Linked DNA regions of Mus musculus: region 2 is linked to region 1. A link is a contact called in public Hi-C data. All regions are on one chromosome and are shown on one strand. The core of a region is the stretch at or near the end of the contact, and the rest is flanking DNA. Distances in the headings are between cores, read along the strand shown. Region 1 overlaps C330002G04Rik (a long non-coding RNA gene). Region 2 overlaps Smc5 (structural maintenance of chromosomes 5).

Region 1 (4,718 bases), core at 303-2,802:
GTTTGTTTGAAAAACATTCTCATGGCCTAGGAAGATGGATCAGTGGGTAACGTGCTTGCTATGAAAGCATAAGGACGGGAGTTCAGAACTCAGCATTTTTCTGTCAGGTCAGTGGGGTGGCCCATCTACAATCTTAGTGCACAAGAGGCACAGGCAAGGGATCCCTATTGCAATCTGGAGATCCTAAACACACCGTGAGTCCTACATATAAATCAGAGACTCGGCCTCTATATGAGAAGTGACGTGCATAAGAAGACATTGCTATCACTCTCTGGCCTCACATGCATGCATGTTCACATGGGAACACACACACACACACAATGTCATGATAAGCCAAGCACAGTTAACACATGCCTGTAATTCCAGCACTCAAGTTGAAAAGGTAGGCAGACTTCTGTAAATTTGAAGCCAGCCTCATCTACACAACAAGTTCCAAGATAGCCAGGGCTACGTAATGAGAGCCTGTCTCATAAAACAAAAGAGGAAACAGCCACCATTAACTGGTAAAATGCTTAAGACAGAGTACTATCATAAAAGGTAAGGAACAGAAGGCATTTGTTTTTATTTTCCAAAGCTGCATGTCAAGATTATCAAATACTTTATGGGAGAAAGTTATCTTCACTTCCCCATGCCAGAAAGTCAGGCTAAAGCAAAATTAGAATGTTCTTGTTGTGTGTTGCTAAGGAGTTAACGTATCTAAGCAATGAGTATCAATGGCAGCTCACAACCCTACAGGTCTCTATGCACAGTGCCAAGGCCGAGTTCTCAGAAGAGAGAAAGTGGATAGAAAGGGACAGACAAGGAACTCAAGGAAGGGGACAGAGCTGATCAAACTTCTGGTCCTATCAGTTTTGTGTGTGCCGCACGGGACAGAGAAACACATTATGTACTACCAAGAGAAGCTGTCGAACAGCTGAAAGGCTACCGAGCGGTTTGGTTCAATGCATGGCTACCAGACTCCTAGAAGTGAGCAGTGCCTGCCACTGAAGACGGCATTTCTCTCAAGTGCTGCTGAGCCAGAGAGTTCGGATCACCTCTTCTTCTCTTCTTCCGGCATATCTATAGAGTAACTGCCACCCGCTGAAGTCCCTGATCCCATCTACCAATGCTTGTCAAGATGCAGCCTTCCTAGTCACACAGGAAGGCACCAACAGCCATGCTGATTTTGAACACCAAGAACCTGCATTAAATGAGGACTAAGGAGAGGACTCCAGTAAGATTTCTGCCAGGCATGGTGGCACAGGCCTGTACTCTCAACGCTTGGGATGCTGAAGCAGGAGGATCAAAAGTTCCAGGCCAATCTAGCTACATAATGAGACCTTTAAAAAAAAGAACTCAGTGAAATACCAATTTCTATCACTTCCATATATGAATAACACTGAGACCACTAGAAAATATTAATTATAATTCAAGAGCTTTGTTACTTATATAAAAATGGAAGCTAAACGAACATTTCCAGAAACTCACCGCTCAGAAAACTGGGACTTTTCGACAGGGAGAGATTTTTAGTATATTGCTAATATAGCACTGAATAGGATGAAACGGCTTATTCAAAGGTCTAAAAAAGGCAGAACAGCTCCTCTGCTTCTCAGTGTCTCAATCTTTTCCATATTTAGTGAGCAAGAGTCAAAAATATCAAAACTCCTGGGAAATTCTCAGTACGAGAATTTATTTTTTGCTTAGCATAATTTAGTCCCATTTGTGGCTGCATCATGCAAGACTCAGGATCCCTTATTCTTGAAAGCGAGAGCAATTCAAGACATGACTGTTGAATCAACAGCCAAATAGTCCTTTATCCTTTATCCTTTGACCAGTTTGTAGCTAATTCATAAGAAATTAAAGTCAAGAAGCTGGGAGATGACTCAGGAGGAGAGCACTAGCGGGACAAACTTGAGGACCACAGTTTGAATCACCAACACATGACTAAAAGCTGGCCATGACTGCATGAACCTGGGACACCAATGTTGTCTGACAGGCAGATCCTAGAAGTCTACTGTGAGCCAACCCAGCAGCAGGGTGAGCTTCTGCTTCAGTGAGATAGTGTCTCAGGGGCATAAGATGGAGGGAGAGCCAACATCCTCCCCTGGGCTCTGCACGTGCACAGACATGCCATCAACGCACGCACACTCGCACATCACACACACCCACACATACACACAGAATTAGTTATTCTTTATTAAAGAAAAGATCAAAAAAATAGGACCCCAGCCTTAAATAACAGCCCTTAGAGGAAAAGCCCCGAGCTGGGTGGTCTCTCCAACTCATGTATTGACAATGACAGTAGACCAGCTTGTTTTATCTATAACCAGACATCAAAGAAAGTAGACTATGATAAACAGTACCATTCAGAGAACAGGACATTGATTTTAATTGCTCTTAATTTGTACTGCAAGGCAGAGAAAAGGCAAACCTTCAGAGAAAGGAATGATTTTTTTTTTAACCCAAAACTCGGAGATTTTAAGTGAGCACAAAGACACTTAGCTGGATGCTACTCGAGCCATTCTCTAGAGCTAAAAACAAAGCAGTAATTCTCTTCCCCCAGTAGCCATATGGACCTATTGCTCTATCTCTGGGGATTTTAAATGATTTTAAAACCTTGAACCTAAAGCAACACTCGAAGCTACCAAAGGTATTAGGTGGGGGCAGGACTCCAAACATCAACCGAGGAGTGCTATAAAGGAATCAGATTTGTGTCAAGCTGTAATGCCTGCAATAGGTGTTTCGTATAGTCTATTTTTAGCACCCATTTGTAATGGCTGATTTAAAATTAGTATCATCCAAAGTCAAATGAATCTTGAGAATGAAGATTATCCCCGTTTGACCTATCTGCTTTTAAAACTGCCAGACAAATGCTACAGACAAGCTCCACCGTGTTCAGGGATCTTTGGTTTCTGAACTCAGTCAGACAACTGGAGAATTTTATAACTTGGTAAAATCCTAAAGAGAAACATGTAGTCTTCAACTGTCCTGTATCACACCATTAAAGGCTGTATGTCTAGACACTGTACTGAGGGCTCTGACTCTGGATTCCATCGGAAAGGAGAGGCTGGTGGTATGGGGTATGGCACAGTAGTAAGACACTTGCCAGGCACATGCAAGGTCCTGGGTTCAGTTCCCAGTGCTATCAAAAGAGATAAAATGTAGACATGGAAATGGACATGATAGAGATAGGGATGATGGAGATAGAGATGATACAGAAGGAGGATGGAGATAGAGATGGAGGGAGAGAGAGAGAGAGAGAAAGAGAGAGAGAGAGAGAGAGTAAGCAATTTCTGCCTACACCTGGACCTGATGTGTACTGGGCAGCAAAGACGGAGAAGGAGCAGTGGCCACAGTAAGGAGGCCCCTTACTCGTGTGCACCTCCTTCTGGTCACATTCAGACCTCTTCCTAAACTCTTCCATTCACCACTCTAGAAAATTAAACTAAATCACCCAGAATATTGGGGTTGGGGTTTACGCATCTACAGTCCAATACAAATAGCAATTGGTCAAGTCTGTGTCTGCGTGCCAAGAGGGCCAGTGTCTGAACTGCAGGAGAGATTGCTTAGACAAGGACTTTGGAAACCACAAAGACACTACGTAAATATTGGTTTTATTTAATTAGTTAAAAAGTAATAAATTATCTACATGAACAGCTCCTATGCTCCACCTAAACAGATTCATTTCTAGCTAATCCATTCATGAATTTTCCAACATATAAGGAAATATGGCCAGATGGGATTGTTGTGGCAGTGGGGTTTTTTTGTTTGTTTGTTTGGGGTTTTGTTTTGTTTTGTTTTGTTTTGTTTTGTTTTGTTTTGTTTTGTTTCTGGTTTGGTTTGGCTTGGCTTGGCTTGGCTTGGCTTGGCTTGGCTTGGCTTGGCTTGGCTTGGCTTGGCTTGGTTTAAGAATTACCATCTGATCTCTATGGTGCAATCCCAGCACTGGGGAGGCAGAAGCAGGCAAATTTCTCAGTTCTAGGTCAGCCTAGTGTATAAAGCAATTTCCAGAAGAACCAGAACTACACAAAGAAACCCTGTTTCAAAAGCAAGAACAAAGAAAAATGTACCCTCTGGAGAAGTTCCATTTCTTACTTGTATGCATTTATACATCCCCTCTGTTCACCAAGAGTCTGGGGTAACATACAGTGCTGTAAAATACATTCATGGAGCGGGGAAGTGACTCAGCGGGGGGAAGTGTTTGTCACTAAAGCCTGAGAACAGTCACAAGCCCCATCCATCATGTACATGGTTGTGACAGCCCACCTGTAATCACTGTGAGTGGAAGGCACAGGCAGGCATGTCCAGAACAAGCTGGCCAGCCAGACTAACCGAATCAGCCAGCTCTGGGTTCACGTTAGAAGAAAGATGGACCTGCCTCAAAAAACAGAGCAGGGAAGATATCTGGCATTGACCTTGGGCCTCTTGTGAACATGCCATACACACACATGTGAACATACATACACATTAGTGCATACCACGTACAAATAAAAGAAAAAATAAAGTACGTACAATAAATCAGGCATATGAGGACAGTTTCTTCCTTTCTCTAACAGCTGTGTATACCTCATGTACCTACTACACCTTAGCCCATGTCAAAATCTTGTCTCCAGGAAGTTGTGGCCCACGCCTTTAATCCCATCACTCAGTAGGCAGAGGCAGGTAGATCATGAGATCAAGGCCAGCCTGGTCTCTACAGAGCAAATTCCAGGACAGCCAGGGCTACACAGAAACCCTCA
Region 2 (4,835 bases), core at 1,316-3,815, 190 kb after region 1:
CTAGCTTCTCCCATCTCACTGAAGGCTCTGGTTAAAGAAGCCAGTTCTGGACCCACTACTGAGGAGACACAGGGAGGCCAGACAGAGCGGGGACACAGGACAAGGTTGAAAAGAGGGAAGGTCTGGAAGAACACACTGAAAGGGAAGAGAGGCTTTTCTATAGCAGTGCACTGAAAACAGACTGTTAAGAACAGTACAAGAAGAAGGAAGAGCCCCACGCAAAGGATATAATTATAATGGATGGGATTTCTGTGACACAGGCCTCACCTAGTCTATTTGGCCACATTTATGCCCCACACTGACTCAAGCTACTGATAAACATCCTGTTTGAGCAGGAATGATGTTCCCAGTAAGCAAACTTATCTAAGAGTTTAGGCTCTGTCTGGGATTAGATAAGGAGTCTGATTTTATTTTTTTGCCTCTTGACAGCAATGTGACATTCAGTAAAATTACCATAAGTCTCAGTTTGTTGTTTTTTTAAGTAGGGTAGATTTAAGTTCCTGCTTTATAGCACAGTTATAAGAGATTAAACGGTTGGAGGTGGGGTGGGGTGAGGGTGAGGAATGCCTTTAATCCTTGGGAAGCACTTGGGAGGCAGAGGCAGGTGGATTTTCATGAGTTTGAAGCCAGCTTGGTCTACAAAGTGAGTTCTACAACGGTCAGGGCTACACAGAGAAACCCTGTTTCAAAAAACCAAACCCAAACCCCAAACCAAAAAGATGATCTGAAGAGATCAAACAAGATAACTTTAGGAAAGGAAGCATCTCGGAACTGAAGTATTATCCATACATTTCTTAGTTACGGGCAGGCATGGATTGTGTGTAAACTGCTACGGAAGGGTCTAAAGCCTCAAACCTAGGACTTATAATAAAATGGTATTTCACAGGTATACTTCACATGAAGCAGAAGGACCTTGTGAGGCAAAACTCCTCAAAGGACAAAATGGTGCTATTCTGTTTTATATGTAAAAGAATGAAAACTCGAACATTTGCCAAAATCTAAAATTTTTAAGATATTTCACCTTGGAAACATTTTGACACATGGAAATGAGAATAAATTACCTCAGTATACCAACAAAAACTTTTAATTAAGATCAAAAGATGGCTAGCCTTTTGTCACTTACAGTCCTACCCTCCTGATTCCACTTTCCCAATTATATTCAGGAAATCCAGGCATTTCTTCTTCCTTCACTCACCCGCCTCGCCTATAGTGCTGGGAACTGAAGCCAGGGACCCATGTACCTAAGCATACATGATCACGTCATCGTATTTCCAGCCCTTCTTTATATAATTTTTCTCAATGAAAAATTTGTTTTATTCAAAATAGCAATGCATAAAGCTGTAGTTCAAGGAATTAGCATATTACCTACTTTCTTCTAAATTTGTGATAAAGAGGAAACTAAGAACACTGAGCATGGTAGTGGAAGTGAGGTAGGTAGAAGCAAGATCGTCAGGGGAGTTCAATGTCATCTTTGCCTATACTGCAAGTTCAAAAACTTAGAAAACACCACCCAACACAAAAAACAAACTCAACCATCTGCTACTTTGTTTATGGCTCTTAAGTTGAGAATGGTAGATTTATAAAGCACTGTATTCATTCAACACAGCTGAATAATCTTCCCTCACACTGGCTGAAAAATAGCAAGGCATTAGCCACTTCTATAAACACCACCCCCAGCCCCAAACCAAGCAAATCTAATGCTAGAAACCCACAGGTGATCTCTTTCCTCCTTTTCATAATTTTTCAGTAAACAAAAATATCATGTATAATTCCAAAGGAAACAAATTTATATGTACTCCTTGCACATAATTAAAATTGCTGGTCATAAACTACATCCCAAACGCAATTACCTCATTTTCTGTATGAAGATCAACTTCACCAGCACACTGCATGGAACTAAAAAAGTTGCTGAATTTCTCATTAATTTTTTCTACTAGCTCCTTTAAGGGGTTCAGCCACCTTTCTTTCACCTACAAGTAAGAGGCAAAACAAAACGACACTGAAAGCAGTACTATCCACTCTGATATAAGACTTCACACACAACACAGTCTATAGCAGAGTTAATTTGGTTAGAAAAACACTTTTCGTCTCAGGAGAATAAAATTTATTTTGTATAATTTGTACGCTCATCCCATTCATGGCAAACAAATAAGGATAAAAATTACCTGCGAAATGTTTTCCCTGTATTCATCTAGTTCAACTTTCTTCCCCTGCAGTTCTTCGGTCAACTGCTGTATTTCTACTTCTCTTTTTGAGTACTCCTCAACCACCTGGTCGAAAAAAATTCTTTAAGAAAAATTTATCAAAGGATAAAATTATATAAAAATTTGCATCAATTAAACTACTGGCTAAAAATGCCACTGTGCTGCTTATTTGTACATGATTTATACTACTGAATACTGAAAATGTTACTTTTCAATCCTTGAAAAAAATGCACACTGCTGTACTTCAAGTTAACGCAGCTACTCTTTTTATAAAGAAAAGGCAAGGAACACTGTGTTCCTTAGGAAGACTCTATTTAGAATTCTAATAGATTCAGAATCTGGCATTTAAGGCATTGTTCCTGCTGCCTAGCTTATTATTACCCAGAGCTCCAGTACAGCGTGGGAGGCAAGTACTGGAAAGAACTGTGTGTGTGTGCAGGCTCACAGGGGTGCACACAGGCATGTGCTTGTGCACGTATGCACTGAGGAAGACAGCAGGATAAGAACTGTGGGATGGAAACTGAGAACGAGGCGTACTACCGAAGGATTCAGTCCTGTGAAGCACGAAGCTCTTGACCTTTCTTCAGTTAATAATGCATCGATTTCATCCAATGTGTTTGGGAGATCTTGAAAAGCCTAAAGAAGAAGAAAAAATACATCATTAAAAATGGAATAGTGAAGTTTTATTAGAACAGTTAAAAGGAAGTAATTTGCTACATATCTACTATCTGATTAATAGCATGCTAGCATATAGCAATACAAAAGAATCATAAAGAGGGCATTTTCTCTTTAAAAAGCTTACACTTTAAAAGAAAAGATGTATACATGTTGGATAGTCCCTTAAGGCAATGTATTGATGTTGAATCTAAAATAAGCAGTACACATCACATCGGCTTTGGAATACAAAATAATGAAGGGTCAGTTTATGCTACATGAGAATTAAAAGAGTTCAAAGGCCCACGATTTATCTCTGGGTCTGAAAGCAATGGCTAGGGAAAAGCAACGCAAAAAGGAGATAACAATTTGGAAAGAAGAATGAGTACTGCATACCATGGGGGGTGAGGAGCTGTGTCCATTTGGAATGGTGGGTACTTGCTGAATTGGTAGAATGGGTCCAGAATATGTGGGGCATTGAAAGAGAGCAAGAAGTTAGAGCTTTATACTGTACTTATGAAGACCTACAAAAGCATCCTTATAACTCAATCACTGAGACAGAACTCCATCAAGACTATCTTCTGAACTTATGCCACAGAGACTCACTAGGGTAGACACTTTCCTACAAGGAGAGGCATGCAGTACACTTTTGTGCCTAGCATAACCTGTAGAGCCCTTATAGTAAAAGGTATGCATGAATTGGGAGCCTGAAAAAAGGTTCTGATGAGTTATATGTATCAACTGGATAACCTTGATTTGTATCTTTTTTAACCCTTTGGAACTCAGTGTAATCTCTGCCAAGGCCTCTAGGTATTTAGATGTACACGTGCTACATCCGTGCCGTGTATGCCGAAGTGTGAGCTTATGTTCCAACACTTACTTGGCATCTTCACCAGATTCTAACAGGCATACTAGGTTTATTATATTGAAACATAATTTCTACTTCATTCAGCTTCCCCACCACTGTAAGCAAACCGATTTCTCATTAATAATTAGCTTGACAGTTTGTTCCGGCAAACATTTAGGAGTTCTCTCTTACCCCTGTCATGTCTATCACTGAAGTAAAATTTCTTCCTCCCTCATCCCTTTGTGCTACTATATTAATCTCTTCCCTGGTCAAAAATAATGACCCTTAGTTATTCTCCATAGAGCAGCTAAGAGTATTCATCTACAAAGTGATTTTAATAGCAGTATTCTTGTGTTTAAGATCCTCCAATGGATTCTATTTTAAAGATAGGAGAGCCCAGGGTAAGGGCTTCAGAGTAGTGGTGGAATGCCTGCCTAATCTCTGAATATTAAAGGCGGCTGTGGGGACCCAAACTCTTTGTATATTCTTTTTTTTAAAAAATTAGATATTTTCTTTATATACATTTCAAATTTCAAATGCTATCCCGAAAGTCTGCTATACCCTCCCCCCAGCACTGCTCCCCTACCAACCCACTCCCGCTTCTTAGCCCTGGCGTTCCCCTGTACTGGGGAATATAAAGTTTGCAAGACCAAGAGGCCTCTCTTCCCAATGATGGGCGACTAGGCCATCTTCTGCTACATATGCAGCTAAAGACACGAACTCTGGGGGTACTGGTTAGTTCATATTGTTGTTCCACCTATAGGGTTGCAGACCCCTTCAGCTCTTTGGGTGCTTTCTCTAGCTTCTCCATTGGGGGCCCTGTGTTCCATCTTATAGATGACTGTAAGCACCCACTTCTGTATTTGCCAGGCACTGGCATAGCCTCATATGAGACAGCTATACCAGGGTCCCTTCATCAAAATCCTGCTGGCATATGCAATTCTATAAGGTCATATTAATCCAAACTATGCCTTCTTCTTTGCTTGGAATTTAATTTTTTGTTTGTTTGTTTTCTGAGACAGGGTTTCTCTGTATAGCCCTGGCTGTCCTGGAGCTCTCTTTGTAGACCAGGCTGGCCTCGAACTCAGAAATCCGCCTGCCTCTGCCTCCCGAGTGCTGGGATCAAAGGC

The links. A called contact is a pair of places that touch in the nucleus more often than the background predicts.
Region 2: a Hi-C map of cortical neurons shows a contact between it and region 1, with 3 times the contacts expected there. A contact is called at or near these places in 1 of 39 promoter capture datasets (embryonic stem cells), 29 of 484 Hi-C or Micro-C datasets (the AML12 cell line, the G1E-ER4 cell line, the HL-1 cell line and 13 more), 10 of 130 datasets of targeted methods (embryonic stem cells, fibro-adipogenic progenitors, heart atrium and 5 more) and 3 of 9 other capture datasets (adipose tissue, liver and pancreatic islet).

The regions. Positions count from the first base shown.
Region 1 is chr19:23,021,494-23,026,211 of GRCm38.p6, forward strand. All of the region lies in intron 5 of C330002G04Rik (a long non-coding RNA gene), which reads right to left. Among named protein-coding and RNA genes, the nearest start is that of C330002G04Rik, 52 kb to the right of the region's middle.
Region 2 is chr19:23,211,901-23,216,735 of GRCm38.p6, forward strand. It overlaps Smc5 (structural maintenance of chromosomes 5), which reads right to left. Exons shown (of 25, transcript NM_001252684.1): 19 at 3,255-3,299; 20 at 2,745-2,840; 21 at 2,166-2,270; 22 at 1,851-1,970. Among named protein-coding and RNA genes, the nearest start is that of Smc5, 60 kb to the right of the region's middle.